Regions from separate parts of the Sus scrofa genome. Here all the other regions are linked to region 3. The links are chromatin contacts, called in public HiChIP or PLAC-seq maps. All regions are on one chromosome and are shown on one strand. The core of a region is the stretch at or near the end of the contact, and the rest is flanking DNA. Distances in the headings are between cores, read along the strand shown.

Region 1 (3,958 bases), core at 671-3,170, 150 kb after region 3:
AATTTAAAATCAAGTTGTAAGGAACAATTCTTTGCCCTGCCCCAGCAGAGATTCAGGATAAAGACTATATTGCTAATCTAGAGTGAAGGTAAAACCAAGCAGGACCCTGTGCAGCTCCTGGCAGCGTTCTCACTTTCTCGTTCATAGGGAACAAGTTTCTTCCCCCAAGACCCTCCCTGAGGGCAGCTGCTAATCAGGGAAGGTTGAAGACGCAGAGACAAGGGAGAGCAATCAAGAAACAATAGTGCAGCCTAGGGCCAGGGGCCTGGTTTCCCCTTAAGGGATACAGGTAACAATACTCTATTGGAGCTCTTCTGCAGAATTAAAACTCCCCCCAAAATGGAAGATTTTAACTACCTGAGGAAGCATTCTCCATTTGGGAGAGAATGTCACAATTTGATAACCTTGAGAACTACAAAAGCTCAATCAGGAGAACATCTGAGGCCAGATTAAAGGAATACAGGCCTTACATCAACCCTGATCCTTACCAGCAATCCTGTCCTTGAACCACTGCTATATATAACTCCTTACCACATCCTCCTGAAATGCCTGTACCCCTCTGCCTGGCCAAGCAATGAAGCTATTCTCTTCTCTTTCGCCCAAAACTCTGACTCCAAGAGATTCAATTTGGCTTAGATGAACAGAGGCTGGGCTTTGGCAACAAAGGGGCCTTTATCGCTGTTCTTTAGTCTTCACAGAAAGTCAGTGTCTATGTAAACCCCCTTCTCATCCTTTCCCTTAAGAAGTACAGACCTAGACCTAAACAAAGCTCTAGGTTAGATTACTAGAATAGGCCCAGACAGTTCAAGAATTACTCCACTACAGATGCAAGAAAAAAGTGTCCTGCTGCTGTTTGTCTGATTGTGGCAGCTGAGATTGAATGGGGGCATACAGGAAAAATTGTTTCGTAACTCATAAATAACCTTGTGAACATAAAAGCCTACTCTACTTCAAAGAAGAAATTGAGTTTACCAGAAAAGTATTAGAAAATCATTCCTCTACACCCTTGCCTTCTGATTGATTCCACTTGTAAAAGCCTAAGGATTAAGTCTAGTTAAAGGCAAGCCAATGATGAAAAAAAAGCTGAATCACAAAAATCTATTTTGTACATTTCTCATCTAACTTTAAAAAAGGCTGCATCACATTTGCTAGCAGCTTCCTGACCCTGTCTGACGTGGGCACCTTTCGCAGGATGCCCGACCATCCTAAAGGGTGAAGGAGAAAAAAAGTTCAGCCAGTCTCTGGCAACAGAACTGGCCTCCCTCTTTTAAAGGATTTACAAAACTTCTGAGCATTTTGCAAAGAACCTCTAATAGGGGACTAGAGTGGGATGGATGGTCAAAACACAAACCAATGGAGAGTTCCAGAGTCTGTCGAGGCCCCAGTGCGATGGGTGTAAAGGCCAAAGCCGCAAACACGCAGCAGCTGGGCTCCAGGTGTCCTAGGACGCCTAGGCTAAAAACACCCACTGTCACCACGGCCTTCCAGCCACCGGAGGCAACAATAGCAGCGGGTCTTCTCCCAACGGCTCCCGTCCTCCTGCTGCTGGCTCCATGGTCCCCGCTTCCAGGTTCTGGGTCTTGCTACAGAATGTGGGCAGCACCACAAGGCTCCCACGTCTGAGCGGTCCAGCCGGAAGGTGCAAACCCACCGAGACGCCCTTCCCTTCCCCTCCCCTTCCCCCTGGGGACGTTTTGGGCGCGTCCCGGCGGCAGGTACCTGAGGCGCCAGCGTCCGCGGGGACAAGGCCCTAGCCAGGCCGCTTCGGAGAGCAAGCATGGCGCAGCTTGGAGGTCTGAGAAGGACAATGGCCAGTATTCGTCCTTAAATTCCTCCTCCTGTGGCTTCCGGACTGGCAGGCGCAGCGACTCGGCGACGGGCGGATCAGGCTGGGGGGGCGGGGCTCGGCGGCTCAGCTCCGCCTCCGGCCGAGGGGCGTGGCCGGGCTCGTCCTTCTGCCAGGAGTCGGCAGAAGGCTGGGCCTCAGACGGTTTGGTGTCGCCTCCAGCCTTAAGGTGGTTTTTGTTTCTCCACCGATTTTTAGCCCCAGCGTCAGAAGTGACTTTAGAATCAGCTGCATGCTGAGTCGTCCCTGTACCATCAGTCTGGGCCCATCACCTCATCTCCATGTGGTATTACCTACCATTGATAAAAGTTCTGTGTACGCCTACTGGGGAGGCAGGGTGGGTGCCTGTGTCATGCTTTGCTTTGAAATTGTGGACGTGTTTTGCTGGTGTTTTTGTTTGTTTGCTCGGGGGTGCTTCTCCTTTGGCTAAAGACCAGTCAGTCTTCACTTTTGGGCATTAAGTGCATTCTCTTTCCCTAGCTTCACCGCTAGCTATGACCTTGTTAGGCTTCTAAAAATGATATAGATTATATTTCTCAGGGGCTCAGAGGAATGGGGACCACCCCAACTGGCTTCGAAAATTCAAAATTTAATACACAGAGTCAAATAGTTTATGAATAGCCTTGAAAGCAAAACAGCAGACCTCTGATCTTGTCTTCCTTATTCCTGATATTGGGCCCTGGAGTAAATACTTTCAACATTTTCAGCTGTTTCTTGTAGTGCTTGTTTTTCTTTTTAAAATTTGTATGCGTTTTCTGGTATTTCTTGATATTTTCAGTTATAAATCTTGTCGATTGTTTGGAAGATGAGGATTTAAGTCTGATACATATCATTCCCCTCAAATACACTTCCTTTCTCAATCTGATAATGTTTACATTAATAATATTAATATAACATTGTTAATTTAATTATATTGATGTTTACGCCTTTATTACTAACTACATTCCTTTTTACACACAAAGCTACAAGCATAATGTAACTAAACCCAATTGCAGAATAGTCCCGTTCATGCACACATTAAAGTAATATTCCTTATGTTACTAAGACGGGAATGATTACAGGGCTTTCCATTGTGGTTGTCTTGGTTGTGCCTGGTGTGAAGACTTTAGAATCATCTATCCAGGGGAAGGGAGGCTTTTTAGAGTTAGTAATTCCTGAGAAGGTGAGTCAGGTTTTTTTTGGTCATGGACGTCCATAGCATCTGGACTTGGACCGGATCTTTGTTTTAATTTATTTAATTTAATTTCTAGAATTAACTATTCCCTTATTCAACCCATATGAATTATGTTCATTTATGCTTCAGATAGTTTTCCAAACACTTGGATACAGAGGTGAACAGAAGTCAAAGTTTATGTTCTCTTGCCACTTCCAGATTAGGGGGAACAGATAAACAAATGGAGAAAATATATATCAGAAATTAATAAATATAATGAGGAAAAACAAAGTAGGGTATAGAGAATAGAAAGTGCTGGAGGGAGGTAGCAGAGACTGCTAGCCATTTCCCAATAGCCATTCTTCTCCCACTCTACCTTTTTAAAAATTAGCGATAGACCCCCTGCAGCTTGGTGCAGCCTTGTGTCTAAGTCCTAGCCAGTGATATGGGTTAGTGCATTTATGACCTCCTATAAGTGATGTTGTGTAGGAGAGGTGGTTGTTGCCCTCTCTTATTTCTCCTTGCTGGAATATGGGTGTAATGGCTTGAGTTCTTGGAAACCACATGCTGAAGATGACAGAACAAGAAAGACGTAGCCTAGGTTCTGACGTCACAGAACACTACACTAGGAGTCCTGGACTGACTGTCTCAGGATTTCTTTTTTACATGAGAAGTCATTTTCTAGTTTAAGCTACTGCCCTATGGCTTAAACCTGTGTTCTTAATCAATAGGAAAGTGACTGTTTCTTTTAATTTCTCTTTTTCATGTGTTTCTATTTTCATTATCAGTCATTAATTACCAAATTCTTTGCTAAAAGAATAAATTTTCTTTTGGTATGGTTAAACCCATTAATGAGTTTATCAGTTTCATCCTCTAGAGTTATCTTTTGGGAGTCCTTTGTTCCCTTGTTCCAGTGTGGACTAAATATTTTCTATGATAGCATGGTAGTAATTCTGGGA
Region 2 (3,844 bases), core at 1,021-3,520, 180 kb before region 3:
ACTTGCATGTCTTGGATATTGTAAATAGTGCTGCTGTGAACACTTAGGTGCATGTATCTTTTTGAATTAGAGTTTTCTCTGGATGTATGCCCAGAAGTGGGGTTGCTGGATCATATGGTAACTCTTAAATTTTTTAAAGACCTTCCATACTGTTCTCCATAGTGGCCACACCAATTTACATTCCCACCAACAGTGTAGGAAGGTTTCTTTTTCTTTACACCCTTGCCAGCATGTATCATTTGTAGGCATTTTAATGATGGACATTCTGATTGGTGTGAGGTGGTACCTCATTTTAGTTTTGATTTACATTTCTCTAATACCTTGCGATGTTGAGCATCTTTTCTTGTGCCTGTAGACCATCTGTATGTCTTTGGAGAAATGTCTCTTTAGGACTTCTCTCTATTTTTTTTTTTTTTTTTTTTTTTGTCTTTAGTTGTTGTTGTTCTTGTTGTTGTTGCTATTTCTTGGGCCGCTCTCGCGGCATATGGAGGTTCCCAGGCTAGGGGTCGAATCGGAGCTGTAGCCACCGGCCTACGCCAGAGCCACAGCAACGCGGGATCCGAGCCGCGTCTGCAACCTACACCACAGCTCACGGCAACGCCGGATCGTTAACCCACTGAGCAAGGGCAGGGACCGAACCCGCAACCTCATGGTTCCTAGTCGGATTCGTTAACCACTGCGCCATGACGGGAACTCCACTTCTCTCTATTTTTTGATTGAGCTGTTTTTGTTTTGTTATTGAGTTATATGAGCTATTTGTATGTTTTGGAAATTAAGCCCTTGTCACTTGTATCATTTGTAAATATGTTCTCCTAGTCCATAGGTCGTCTTTTAATTTTGTTTATGGTTTCCTTTGCTCTGCAAAAACTTATAAATTTGATTAGGTCCCATTTGTTTATTTTTGCTTTTAATTCTATTGCCTTGGGAGAATGACTTAAGAAATACTGCTATAATTTATGTCAGAGAATGTTTTTACCAGTGTTCCCTTCTAGGAGTTTTATTGTGTCATCATGTCTAATATTTAAGCTTTTAAGTCATTCTGAGTTTATTTTTGTGTATAGTGTGAGGGAGTGTTCTAATGTCATTGATTTACATGCGGCTGTACAGCTTTCTTAGCACTACTTGCTGGAGAGACTGTCTTTTCCCCATTGTGTATTCTTGCCTTCTTTGTCAAAGATTAGTTGACCATAGGTATGTCAACTAATAGGTTTATTTCTGGGTTTCCTATTCTGTTCTGTTGATCCATATGTCTGTTTTTGTGCCAATACCATGCTGGTTTTTTTTGTTTGTTTGTTTATTTTTAGGGCTGTACCTGTAGTATATGGAGGTTCCTAGGCTAAGGATCGAATCGGAGCTGTAGCTGCTGGCCTGCACCACAGCCACAGCAATGCCAGATCCAAGCTGGTGTCTGTGACCTACACCACAGCTCATGGCAATGCTGGATCCTTTAACCCACTGAGCGAGGCCAGGTATTGAACCTGTGTCCTCACGGATGCTAGTCAGATTCGTTTTCACTGAGCCACAATTGGAACTCCACATGCTGTTTTTACTATTGTAGCTTTGTAGTACTGCTTGAAGTCTCCAGCTTTGTAAATATTTTAGGCTTTGCAGGCCACATATGGCCTCTATCCCTTCTTTTCCTCTTCCCCTTCCTTCTTTGCAACCCTTAAAAAATGCAAAAACCTTTCCTAACTTGAAAGCTCTATTGAAAGAGGTTACAAGCCACATATGGTCCTCAGACTATAATTTGTGGACTCCTCTGCTAGGTATTAAGTTCCATGAGGCAAGAACAAATCTGTCTCATTAGCCTGATGGTCTAGTGCTCACCTGGCACATGATGGGTCCTCTATTAGTACTTGTTGAATGAAGGAATAAATGAATAAATGGGTCGAAACAAGTCTCTGGCTTTCAAATTTAAGGGATAGAATTCCTGTGTAAGTTCCATAATGAATACGAGAACTCCACAGAAGTGTTCTATTAAGTTGGCTCCTTGCTCTATCTGTGGTTGCCCAAGGGCACAGCTGCTTTCCATGGAGTATTTCTTAGCCTAAGTACCTACCTGCATTTCTACCCCCCTCTTCTTCTAGCTGAGAACAAAGCCTCCATACAGCCTCAGTTCCAGAATAAACTGTACTAGTGGTATGCTGGTGAATGTTTAACAATCAGCTACCCAACAAATAAGCAAACAACCCCTGACTTATAGCATTTGCCAATTTCCATTGTGTCACTACTTCCACTGTGGCTGGTTTCATGCTACAAACATGATATTGCTACACTTGAAGCTGGAAGGGACGTGCACCATCAGTTATCTGTAGCTAAAGTATGCCATTAAACCATACCCCCTGCTCTGCTCACTCTTGCAGTCTCAAGGATCACAGGTCTCCTGGGAGAAAACTTGAAAGAAACCTTAGCCCTCACAATCCCTGCCTCAGGATTGGGCTCTCCTCTGTGTTTTGGTAGTTGGGGACCATTATCTTGCCTTCCCAAACTTCCTGGATTTCAGCCTTTGCCTGCTTTGATCCCCAACCCCTGACTGCTCCTCTGACCCCCTGACTCCCTGGTTCTTACAGAACGCAGATGGCCGTACACTTCCTGATCCACCCTGGCTTCCTGGCTGTCAGATTACTGATGTGCTCTGAGCACAGAGATGCATAGCTACACTACTTCCTGCAGTCTTCTGGTTTCCAGGCTGTGATCTTTGGCCACTTACTTCCAGTTCTCACAGCATACCTCTCTTGACTGCTGAGAGGTCAACTCTCATTCTACCAGTTGGGAACTTAGTTCCCAGCTCAATTCTTCTTGCTCTGGGCTGGCTTCTGTCTAATTAGTACCACCTGACTCTAAACTTGCACATAATTTTCACCTTCATTGATTCACATAAAAAATAATTACTGGCTACTTTCTGTGTACCAGGATCTGTCTAGGCACTGGGGATACCTCAGTGAACAAAACTGGTAAGATTCTCTGCCCTTGGAGAACTTATATTAAAGTGTGAGTAACTCATACCAAATAATAGACATAATAAATAAGTGATATCTTATAAAAGAAGGTGATAAGTAGGATGGAGAAAGTGAGTAGGGAAAGGTTGATGGTACTGTTAGGAGTCACATGGTTAGAATGGCCTCTTTGAGAAGATGACATTTGAACAAAGCCTTAAAAGACGTTCCATGTGTTCCAGACTCTCATACACAACATCTACCCACCATCATACCTGGTCATATAGATATGTAGCTCTCCTAAGCCTGAGAACTTCCAGGGCTTTGTTTCTCACAGAGGGACTATTTCCAGTAAGAGAGAGGCAGAAGGTGTTGTAATTATATGCTTGGGCTTTGCTGTAGAAAACATGGCTTTGAAGCCTTGCTCTGTGGCCAATTAGGGCAGTTATTGAAGCTTGCCTAATCTACTAGTCAGTGGGTTTCTTGAGGGCAGGGACTGGATCTGTTTTGTTCTCCCTGGAGTCCCCATGTCTAGTAGTATCTGGCCTCTATTACTACTTATTAACTAATGAGTTCAAAGTTAAGTCTCTGCTTTTGCTTATTAGCCCTATTGTCCTGGGAGAATTCCCTTTCTTAGATTTCAGTTCCTCATATATAAAATGGGGATGTTAAAAATGATAATACCAGTATCCACCTCTTAGGGTTGCTCTGAGAGTTAAATTGTAATAATTTATGATGCCTGTAGAGCAGTTGGCACAGTGCCTAGTACACTGCAGATGCTTACCAAATAAATGTTGGGGGTGGTCAGTGTTGTTAGAGTCAGCATACAGAGTTAATGTTCTCTAACTTCAGATGTTATTATGGAAAGACTCCTTGCTTCCCCAATAATGTGGTCCCATCAACCAAGC
Region 3 (4,144 bases), core at 822-3,321:
ATCCATTCCAAAGGCAATAGTTTGCAACTATTAACCCTAAATTCCCAGTCCCTCCCACTCCCTCCCTCCCACCCCGTTGGCAACCATGTCTGTTCTCCATGTCCATGATTTTCTTTTCTGTGGCAAGGTTCATTTGTGTCATATATTAGGTTCCAGATATAAGTGATATCATGTGGTCTTTCTCCTTCTGACTTATTTCACTTAGTATGAGAGTCTCTAGTTCCATCCATGTTGCTGTGAATGGCATTATTTTGTCCTTTTTTATGACTGAGTAGTATTTTATTGCATATATGTACCACATCTTCTTAACCCATTCATCTGTTCATAGACTTTTAGGCTGTTTCTATGTCTTGGCTATTGTGAATAGTGCTGTGATGAACATGGGGGTGCATGTGTCTTTTTCAAAGAAAGTTTTATCTGGATATGGCATGGGAAAATTTTAATAGGCCATGGCTGATACCTAAAAATGACCTCGTTAGTCAGCTACCAACACCTTCTTTGTTTATAGTCATTCTTCCCAGGAGCTCAGCTGAACAAAATTCACTTTCAGAAAACCCTTGTGAGGCAGGGAAATAAATATATATTCTATTTTATAGGTGAAGAAATGGGGGCCGAAAGTTGTGGATCAGGTGGTACAGTCAATTTGACCCCAAACCCAGTCTTTTGGCTAGGACTGTCCTTTGACCTAGACAAGAGGGACTCCTCTTCTGGGCTCTGGGCCTCAAAAGGCTTGGCTCTGGCCAGCCTCGCACCTCATCCTTTCCTAAGGGTGGGCAGTCCACAGGACCCAGGGGCCATGCCACCAGAGTTATGAATAGGTGGGACCCTAGAATTCCATACCCTAAGGCCTCTAAGTATGTTTCCAGAGTCTGCCAGGGCCTTCCCAAAGGATCCGTCCTGAGTGTTAACAAAACCACTGACATGTGTACCTGGGTTCAAATCATGGCCTTGATTGAGTGTGGAGGGGCTTGTGCAGCTTGGGGTCCACATACATAGCTGGAGGTTATTCTGGAATATGATGGAGCTGGGGCAGGAAGAGAAAGGGGTCTGATGGTCAGCTCTTCCACTCCACCATTTTTTGCCAAACCCAAGTTACAGCCTGAGGAATCCATACTTCCAGGTTGCTCCAAAGGTATCTTTGTCAAGGTAGAAGATATTTTTACAGTTTGTTGGCTTGTTTTATGAGTTAAATAATTAAAGTATATGGCCCTCCATTTGTACACTTGCTTCTGTTCCTCCAATGTATGGGCCGTCTTGCTCCTGTCAAAGCCAATGCCAGAAGAAGTTGGTGAACTGGAATGGTTATGTAATTTTACAAGACTGTGATTCTCCAGCTGCACTTTGAGAATTTGTAGAAACCAAAATACAAGCCATATGTATTCATCTGTCACTGAGCCGCTGACCAATATGATGAAAATTAAAAGGGAGTTGGTCCACATTCTTTGTTTTTGTTTGTTTTTGTGGCCTCCCTCCTCCTCCCAGTTTGCAAAGAAAAGGAGCAAGACCACTTTTCAGGGGTCCTCCCTGGGAATCCTAAAAGTAATACTGAATTGAATTCCAAAGCCAGGGTTGGTGGTGGAAAACACACCCAGCCAATCGTCCAGGGGACCGCTTTGTCCCACATCCTGGGCATTTGAAAGGAGAAGACTAAAGGGTTAGCATCTTGAGGGGTTTGGGCCTAGAGTTCTGTTCCCCTCCCCACCTCCCCCAGGTCCTTCAGACTGAAAAAGTTAACAAAGGAACAAAAACTGCTGAAAGCACGAGATTAGAGGAAGCGATTTCTACTAGTGCTTCTGGCTGCCCTGAACGTGCAGGAGAGTCTCTAGCGGGCGCAGCCCCCTTCCCCGATTTTCCCTCTGGTCCTGGGCAGACGAGCCCAGCAGGGGCGAGAGGTTCAGACCCATGCCGGGGCAAGGCGGGCTGCACCACCACCTGCGCCCTCCGCCCCCAGTGGGCGTGAGAGGCGGTTGTCGCCCATTTAAGGGGCGGGGCGCAGCTCCACGTGCTTTCTACTGAGTGACTGAACTACATAAACAGAGGCCGGGAAAACGGGCGGGGAAGGAGGGAGAGAACAGGCTTTGACCGATAGTAACCCCTGTGCTCAGCGCCGCCGAATCTATAAAAGGAACTAGTCGCGGCAAAACCCGGGTAATTCCGAGGAAGAGTGAGTGCAGCCGGGGCCTTGAGGACACCTCTCTCCCCTGGCGAAGGTGGGCTGGACAGGGGTCTCCGCGCTACCAGCGCCGCCACAGCCAATTTCTCCAGGCACTTTGCTCCTCTTCCCACACTTCTCGGGAAGGATTTTTCAAGGGGCAGGGGCAAGAGACGCAAACACAAAAGTGGAAAACAGGTAAGACGCTCTTCAGCAACTCGGGCGTTACTGTTTTGTTTCGGGGCCGAGGGGAATTTGCGAAGCTCTGGGTTTCGGAGACTTTAGTCCGAACCCCCACATTCCCACCTCCTGCAGGGCAAATGGGGCGGGGGCAGCGTAAGTGGGGGAAGGCGTCCTAGGATGAGCTGTGGCGACCCCAAGACACGGCGCCGCTACGCTCAGAACTCGCCGGGCGGTGGAGCGGAAGGAGCATCTCTGAGCGCGGAGACCAGGGCGCAGTACTTAAGGGGCAGTGGAATCGGGGGCTTCCGGTGTTGCTGGGGGTGCTGCGCTCGGAGTCGGGAGAGTGGCAGGTCTGGCACCGAGCTCTTCCCTTTGTTCGGAAGCGCCTGAGCCGGCTGGAAACCTCTTCTGCTGCTGGTCGGACGGCGCACATCAGGACAATTGTCCGCCCTTAGTTCTTAAGGAGCTGGTCTGAGTTGGGCTTTGACCTGGGAGTCGGTCCCGTGCACCCCGAGACTGGAGCTGAGCTTTCTTTGCCCGCAAGAACGCGTCTGGGAGGTGTCCCAAACCGGGTTCGTAGCGCTATTGTTCCTTTGAGGCTTCGGGGGCTTTGTTTAACCTGGGGGTCTGCCAACGGTCTCTGCACGCTCTCTGGAGCTGGAATCCCTGGCGCAGCCGGAGACGAGTTTCGTTTCTTTTAAAAACCTTAGGCTTAAGAGAGGAGGGCCTGTGGAAACCGGGAGCTGAGGTGTCCATTCCCCTGCCCACCCCCCCATCTTCCTGCCCTTTGCTGCTTGTCTGCTGGGGGGCAGCTTCAGACTGGGCAAGGATGGGGAAGCTGGGGCGAGATGGTGAAGCAGAATGACCGAGAGTAACCCCGGAGGGCGGTGCAGAACTCGGAGCGTGGCGGCCGGCTGGGCTTCGCGGTGGGGGCAGGGAGGGCTGGGCGCCGGCTGCCAGTGGCCATGGGGGGACTGACCCACAGCGCCTCCTGGCCGAGTCGCCTGGGAATGGGCCGGTTGGCTGGAGTGGAGCCGGGCTCTAGGAGGCATTGTCGGGCTCCGACTGAGATCCGGTAAAGGCTGATGGTTGCAGACTGGGAGGAAACCTGGGGGATGAGGCGAAAGCTCATCTGGTTGTTTTCTTAGAATGGTTTCCTACTCCCTGAGTGTTGCTAAACCAAAGGTTCTAGGGGCGTGGGTCAGTGCCAGGGTTGTGTGTAGGTGCCTTTTTTTCAGTACTTATCAGAAAGAAGAGAGTAAACAAAATAAAAAACAATAGAGACAGAGAAGGAGAAAGAAAAAGGGAGAGACTGCGAAAGAGAAATAAGGAAAAAGAAAGAAAAGTGACGCTAGAAATAATGGGCCCTTGTCTTTTGCAACATCGGTACCATTAGCTTTTAAAAACAGACTTTTTAGTGACACTTAGAGTGAGTGAGTGGTATATATACATTCATATAATAGAAGACAAAATTGATAAAAAAAAAATTCCTTGGTGATGAAAATCAGTAAGTCACTTTCTAAGCCTAATCCCCACCTCCCCACAAACACCTCACCAAATCTTCCAGGTTCAAAAACAGAGTTTTACTGGTTCTTTTAACAGTAGTTTGGGACTCAATTTTAAGTTTTGATCTTCTTTTCAGACAAAACTTAAATCCTAATTTTAAAAAAGTACTTAATTTCTCATCTCCCCTTTAATTTTGGCCCAATTTCCTCATGCCTACCGCAAAATTAGTGGCCACTGTTTGTTGTTCATATCTTTCTCTTGAGGCACTTCTCCCACCGCTCCCAAAGAAAGTATGAAAGCATA

What was found. HiChIP or PLAC-seq counts read pairs in DNA pulled down with a chosen protein or histone mark.
Region 1: an H3K27ac HiChIP or PLAC-seq map of alveolar macrophages shows a contact between it and region 3. The contact joins the promoter of LOC100739365 here to the promoter of ABCA1 in region 3. A contact is called at or near these places in 1 of 5 promoter capture datasets (liver), 8 of 47 Hi-C or Micro-C datasets (embryonic fibroblasts, epiblast stem cells, fetal heart ventricle and 4 more) and 2 of 2 datasets of contacts at active chromatin or transcription factors (alveolar macrophages and skeletal muscle).
Region 2: a contact with region 3 is called in an H3K27ac HiChIP or PLAC-seq map of alveolar macrophages. The contact joins the enhancer-like site here to the promoter of ABCA1 in region 3. A contact is called at or near these places in 4 of 5 promoter capture datasets (fetal liver, fetal skeletal muscle and liver), 22 of 47 Hi-C or Micro-C datasets (adipocytes, alveolar macrophages, brain and 14 more) and 2 of 2 datasets of contacts at active chromatin or transcription factors (alveolar macrophages and skeletal muscle).

The regions. Positions count from the first base shown.
Region 1 is chr1:246,127,384-246,131,341 of Sscrofa11.1, reverse strand. It overlaps LOC100739365 (protein NipSnap homolog 3A-like), which reads right to left and starts at 1,920. Exons shown (of 6, transcript XM_003480558.4): 1 at 1,720-1,920. The coding sequence starts at 1,779. LOC106509227 (ATP-binding cassette sub-family A member 1-like) reads left to right here and starts at 1,961. Exons shown (of 4, transcript XM_021067030.1): 1 at 1,961-2,132.
Region 2 is chr1:246,452,522-246,456,365 of Sscrofa11.1, reverse strand. No RefSeq gene overlaps it. Among named protein-coding and RNA genes, the nearest start is that of SLC44A1, 94 kb to the left of the region's middle. Within about 2 kb of position 2,270, at least 13 of the 83 cell types and tissues checked have an H3K27ac peak or open chromatin away from gene starts, as enhancers often do. A contact at or near this core is called in alveolar macrophages, fetal liver, liver and 2 more, where this site is marked.
Region 3 is chr1:246,276,419-246,280,562 of Sscrofa11.1, reverse strand. ABCA1 (ATP-binding cassette, sub-family A (ABC1), member 1) reads left to right here and starts at 2,071. Exons shown (of 51, transcript NM_001317080.1): 1 at 2,071-2,350.